Regions from separate parts of the Sus scrofa genome. Here region 2 is linked to region 1. Evidence: chromatin contacts called from public HiChIP or PLAC-seq data. All regions are on one chromosome and are shown on one strand. Each heading gives the region's core, a stretch centred on a gene start, on an enhancer-like site or on the middle of the called end of the contact. The rest is flanking DNA. Distances are from core to core; before and after follow the strand shown.

What was found. HiChIP or PLAC-seq counts read pairs in DNA pulled down with a chosen protein or histone mark.
Region 2: an H3K27ac HiChIP or PLAC-seq map of alveolar macrophages shows a contact between it and region 1. The contact joins the promoter of FYTTD1 here to the promoter of PAK2 in region 1. A contact is called at or near these places in 1 of 5 promoter capture datasets (liver) and 1 of 2 datasets of contacts at active chromatin or transcription factors (alveolar macrophages).

Annotation. Positions count from the first base shown.
Region 1 is chr13:133,382,253-133,384,952 of Sscrofa11.1, forward strand. It overlaps PAK2 (serine/threonine-protein kinase PAK 2), which reads right to left and starts at 1,254. Exons shown (of 16, transcript XR_002337855.1): 1 at 912-1,254.
Region 2 is chr13:134,362,299-134,365,083 of Sscrofa11.1, forward strand. FYTTD1 (UAP56-interacting factor) reads left to right here and starts at 1,348. Exons shown (of 9, transcript XM_003358772.4): 1 at 1,348-1,586. The coding sequence starts at 1,484. It also overlaps a transcript of RUBCN not described here.

The DNA.
Region 1 (2,700 bases), core at 4-2,503:
TTATACCAATGGGAGTTGGCATTATTCATCAAGGAGGAAAGAAATCACGCTCTCACTGTCCAGAGTGTTTCCATTAAAGATAAGAGACAAGGACGGGTACAACCCCACGACAACTGACAACAATGGCAATTGCTTTCCAATCTTCAGTTCTTGGATGACTCTATCTTTAAAGAATTAGTCAAAAAGTTGAGTCCGCTGAGGAATTTTCGGTACCGTTTTGCATGTGTGTGTTATTTTAAAGAAAGCCAAACATGGTGAAAGCTAACCTTCACCTAAGTTACCTAAGGAAGCAAATATTCATCTCCTGGCTGAAGATCAAAGAATCACGAGAAGATACGAAAGCTCAGTTATCAAGCGGAGGCCCTCAAACCCTCGGAAAACTATAGTTTCTACTGATCCGGAATATGGAAGATATCACAGATTACAGTTTAGAAACCAGTAAGGGGACTACAGACAATATGCCTAAGCAATGAAACTGGGATGACCAAAGGTAGCAAGGTGGGGCTGGAACTCGGTAAGAGACAAAAAATCGAGTTAAAAACCCCGAAACGGTGAGTCGAACACTAAAGTAAATGGAGAAAAAGAGAAGGCTGAAACGCGAGGGAAGGGAGATCGACAGAGAGCAGAGATTGGCGCGACACGGTTCAGGGCAGGGCCGGGTCCAGGAAGAGTCAGAACTCACCAGCCTAGCAAGCTTCCCATTTCAGGCTAAAACCGGAGAAGAAAACAGCCCGAGGGCGCAGACAATGAGCCACCGCCCCAAGAGTTGCCGCTCCAGGCACGCAGGTGGCGGCTTCCCGGCCCCGCGCGGGGCAGGTCAGCTGCCCCGGGCCGCTCGCGCCGGCCAGGCCGCGGAGAAGGAAGGAGGAAGGAGAGCGACGGCCCGCGTCCCGGCCTGTCTGCACACTTACCCCAGGCGAGGAAAGGTCCCCGCCCCAGCGAGGAGCCTCCGGCCGAGCTCCTGGCGGGATCAGGAGCCGCCCCGAGCAAGAGAGCGACGCGGGGCGGGGAGGGGAGGGAAGGGGAAGCGGGGCGGGAAGTGGAGCCGCGCTGGAGCGCCGCGGCTTCTACTGCTAGGCCGGGCGGCCGCCGAGCCCCGCGGGCGCCGGGAGGGGAGGGCAGGGAGCCTTCGGCAATGGCGACGGCCCAGGCCAGAGGGGAAGCGGAACAACCGCTGCCGCTGCGCGTGGCCACAACCCTGGGGGAGGGCGACGGCGGGGAGCGGGCAGGGGCGGGGCCGAAGGCGGGAGCTCCACCGGGCGGAGACAGGCACCGCCTCCCAGTGGGCAGGCAAACGCGGAGGCTGCTGGGAGTTGTAGTTTAGAGATGTGTGCCTCTTATCTCTCTTCTTTTCCTCCCTCCCTCCATCTCTAGTATTCTTTTTATTGACAGAGACAGCCAGTGCCTCGTGTAATTCAGCATTGTCTCCACTCAGGTCTGTGCCAACCAAAGACGCTGAAAGACAACTGTTATTATATGAACCTGCTCTAAGACATTTGTTTCTGGGAATTCATCCGTTACCCATTTTGCCCTTTACCTACAACTCTTATTAATGTATTTTGGTGCTAAATTAAGTCGCGCCTCCTTGCAAATTAATGCCTCTGTTTTATTCATGGAGGAGGAGGAGTTCATCAATGTGTTCACTAATTCTACAAATATTTTGGTGTCTAATTTGTACCAGACACTGCTGGGTATCAGGAATACAAGGGTGAACACAAGTCACTTTGTGTAACTTACAAATATGAAAACACAATAATTAAAATAGTGATACCTGGTATGAAGAAAAAACTAGGATGATTTCTTTGGATAAGTTGGCCAGAGAAGGCATCTTTAAGGAGGTGACATTTAAGCTGAGAACAGAAAGAGACAGCCATGAGAAACTCCCAGGAGAAAGCATTACAAGCAGAAGGAGGTGGGGGGGGACTTTCTAAGGTCAGTTAAGAGGGTCTGTGTAACTGGAGTTAGTGCAAGAAGAGTAGCGCAGTGTGAAAAAACACCTGAGGAGACAAGATTCAGGTCAGAGAGGATCCTGAATGACATGGTAAGAAGGCTGGATTTTATTCCAACAAGCTATTAAAGAGCTGTAAGCAGGGAAGGAAGGTTTCCTGGTTTATACTTTAAGGTCACTAGATTGCTACATGGAGAATGGACTCTGGGTTTTCAAGAATAGAAGGGAATGAAGAAAGGAGGCAGTAATCATGACTGTCATAAGAGATAGCAGTGAAAATGGAGAATGGGTATGTTCTTTTGATAGATGTGAAGCAAAAAACTCAACTGATGTGGAAAGTACGAGAGAAAAGATTCAAGGAGCAATATGGCACACTATTAGATAACTTGAAAAACAGCCCCCACTATTAAAAACACATTGCTGGATAAAAGAGAACATCCTTTCAAAGGCATAACTAAGCTTTTAAGAAAGAGAAGTACCTCTGACAGATTTCCAAACTCCCACTCAACCCAAAGGGAGAGCAAGAAATTGGAGGGGTAAGCATGTCAGTGAAGCCAAAGTTGTGTTGAAAGAAACTACTTATCTCAAATCTCCATGGTTTTACTGACTGCACAAGAGACAAGAGACCAAAGACAAGGCCTTGGCCCTGTTCAAGGAGTTGGGACTGCAATCCTGCACAAGGCTGGAAAACTCAAAGGGCTATATGCTCCAAGAATAGACTGGAAGGGAGTTCCCGTCGTGGCTCAGTGGTT
Region 2 (2,785 bases), core at 98-2,597, 980 kb after region 1:
CTTGCTTTGAAGATGAGTAGGAGGCCCAGACACTCTCCCAAGTTCACAAGGTGAATAGCTCAATTGAGTAAAAAGGTACCACTTAATAAAACCAAGGTCTCTCTTGTACATCTATACAATCCAGTTCCCTAGTTTTTAACAGTAGGGAGAGGGGTGGCAACTACAGAGTGGAATAGTAGTAAAATCAAGCACATTGTGCTAAGAGCATACACGCTACTCTCCTTGACATGCTGAATATTGTTCTTGGGTCTTTTTGAGTCCAAACATTCCTCTCCCATTTAAGTGTCTTGTACCCCTTCAAAGGTGCCCCTTCAGCTGATTCACGCTTCTCTTATGGTGTATTTGAGTCTTGGGCGAAAAATAAGTACAGCCTATTGTGGGTTTGAGATACTTTAGGTCACTGGTTCATTTCTATGCAAAAAGAAATTTTAGGAAGTGGAGAGGGGGAAGGTTGCAGAGATTCCTAAATGACCAGAATACTTGACCCTGATTTTTTCCCAAGATGCAAATGTCTTAGATATTTAAGCTCCTCTGAGGATGATATAACCAAAATACGTCCACACAAGCAGGGTTACTTTAGAGGAGAAGGAGGTAAAAAGAGAGGGAATATCACGTTTTGTCAATAGGAGGAAAAAGTTGTTATGCAGGAATTCATCAAATATTAAGAAATTTTCCTAAAGAGATGATTAGGGGGAAAAAAAAGAATCTTCCTATCAATTCTCAACGCAAATGAATTAGAGAAAAACGCAGCCAAATAAACAGAAGTACTTACCCCTCTCCCAAAGGAAGGTGAGGTCTTATTAAGATAGCCAGTACCATGCAAAATGTTTTGAGAGTGCCAGCTGAGAAGTGGTACAGATATGGGAAACGTTAGCATTTACTTTTATTAGTGTGGTGACGCAAGAATTATCAGTGCAGTCTTTGCTTTGTGTCCAGACGTGGCGACTCCACAAGCTGCAGGTAGAAGAGCTGGCCAGGGAGAGGGGAGCTAGAACGCAGTTCTGCCACCCACACTCGCAGGGTCTGTTTTGCCTCCGAGGCTGCATTGCAGTGGGTTGTGAACATTCGTGTGTACCAAAGCTTAGAGGGCATTTCTGTAGCAGGAAGGACTCGAAGGGCACAGAGGAACATGATCTCATTTAAGGCATGTGATTCTGAGGCGCTCAGGGTCCAACATAATTTGGGTAGCACGGCGAACTGCCGAAACAGCTGGCTGGCTAGTGGCCACCGCAGCGGCTGCAAGGTTTCCTCCCCTCCAGCAAGAGCCGCTAGGCGCGAGTCGCGTGGAAGGGGCCGCTCTCGCCCGCCACTCATCTCTGTGGTTCCTCCCCCAGCCCTCGGCCGCTGGTGGGAGGGGAGGACGCCGGCGGCACGCGTGCGCACTCCCTCGGTGCAGCTAGTCTGCGTGCGTGCGTGAGTGGGAGGTGACAGGCCTCAGCCTCTGGCCTTCTCCGCTGACTGCTCCTACGCGACGTCTCTAACCATGAACCGGTTTGGTACCCGGTTAATGGGGGCCGCGGCGACCCCGCCACCGCCGCCGAAAGCCCGCAGCAATGAAAACCTCGACAAAATTGATATGTCTTTGGGTGAGGAGCCGAGTCGGACCTTGTTGGAGCGGGAGGAGGTGTGGGTGGATCCAAGTACCGCGGTTGGTGGGGGAAGGGGCGGTCGGCCGCAGTTGTAGATCGAGTTTTCTTGCGGGTGGGCGGAACCAAGGAAGGGCTGATGGGGAACCCGGCGAGCGTTCGCTGGTGTTGGGGTCGGGCCTGAGGGCCTGGGGGTGGAGTGTCCCTTCGGCGGAGATGTGTCTGAAGGGGGCGGGGGCGCTTCGGGCCCGGAGCTTGGGAACGTCGAGGGGGGCGGACCCTCTTCGCCCCGGCGGGGCGCTACCACTCGCGGGTGACCCCGGCTCTTTGTGAGGGAAACCGGCAGGTTTCACCTCAGGCTTGTGCACTGTGGGCATTAGCGGGGGGGCGAAGGCAGGGGTCCGACGGAGCCATCCTTTCTGAGGAAAGCTCCTCGAGAGCCCGGCTGATTCGGTTAAATCCGTGCTTCCAGCGATGGGCTGGTTGGGCGTTTTCTGCGCCCGGGCCTACGGCCTGGCGCCAAATAGAAGCGTAAAGACGCCCCGAGATTTGGCCGTTTCTGACGGGCGCTTTGACGGAAAGGAACGATCGTTAGGAAGGCCTTCAGGTGGGGTATTAGGTAGTGCCTAGAAGAGCGCATTCTCCCCAGCCAGGCCTCCAAGTTAGCACGTTAGCGCAGAACGAAACGAAAACCAGGGTTGGGGAAACCAGATAAAGCGTAGAATCTAGAAAAGTGGGGTGGTTTGGTGGTGATTAGGTGAAAAGTAGGAAGACTGGCGATTCAATTAAAAATTTAGACCTAACACTATTGAGGCATCGGTCTTCTGTGTTTGCTTACTTGGTTTTAAAGTAATTCCGTTTTTGTCGGAATTTAGGTTATGGATTTGATGTATTAGCTTTGCCTGCCCTTTCTGTGGCCTCCAGTTTGTCGGTTTGTCGGATATTTGAAAAGTACCCGGCTTTTCCAAGGGCGGTATTTTTCTTTTCTTTTCTTTTGTGGTTTTTCTGCATAGTTCTTGGTCAAAAGTCAAGAACTCTTGGTTTCTATGATTGCCACAAGTTAGAACCCAATGTGTAAATCAAGCAAATCATCAGAAATCATAGGTTTGACCTTAAGTCTTGCCTATTCCTAAAGACCTCCGAAGAAATGAGAAATCTATTGAACTAAGGTCAAGAAAAAAATATAATACGAGAAGTTC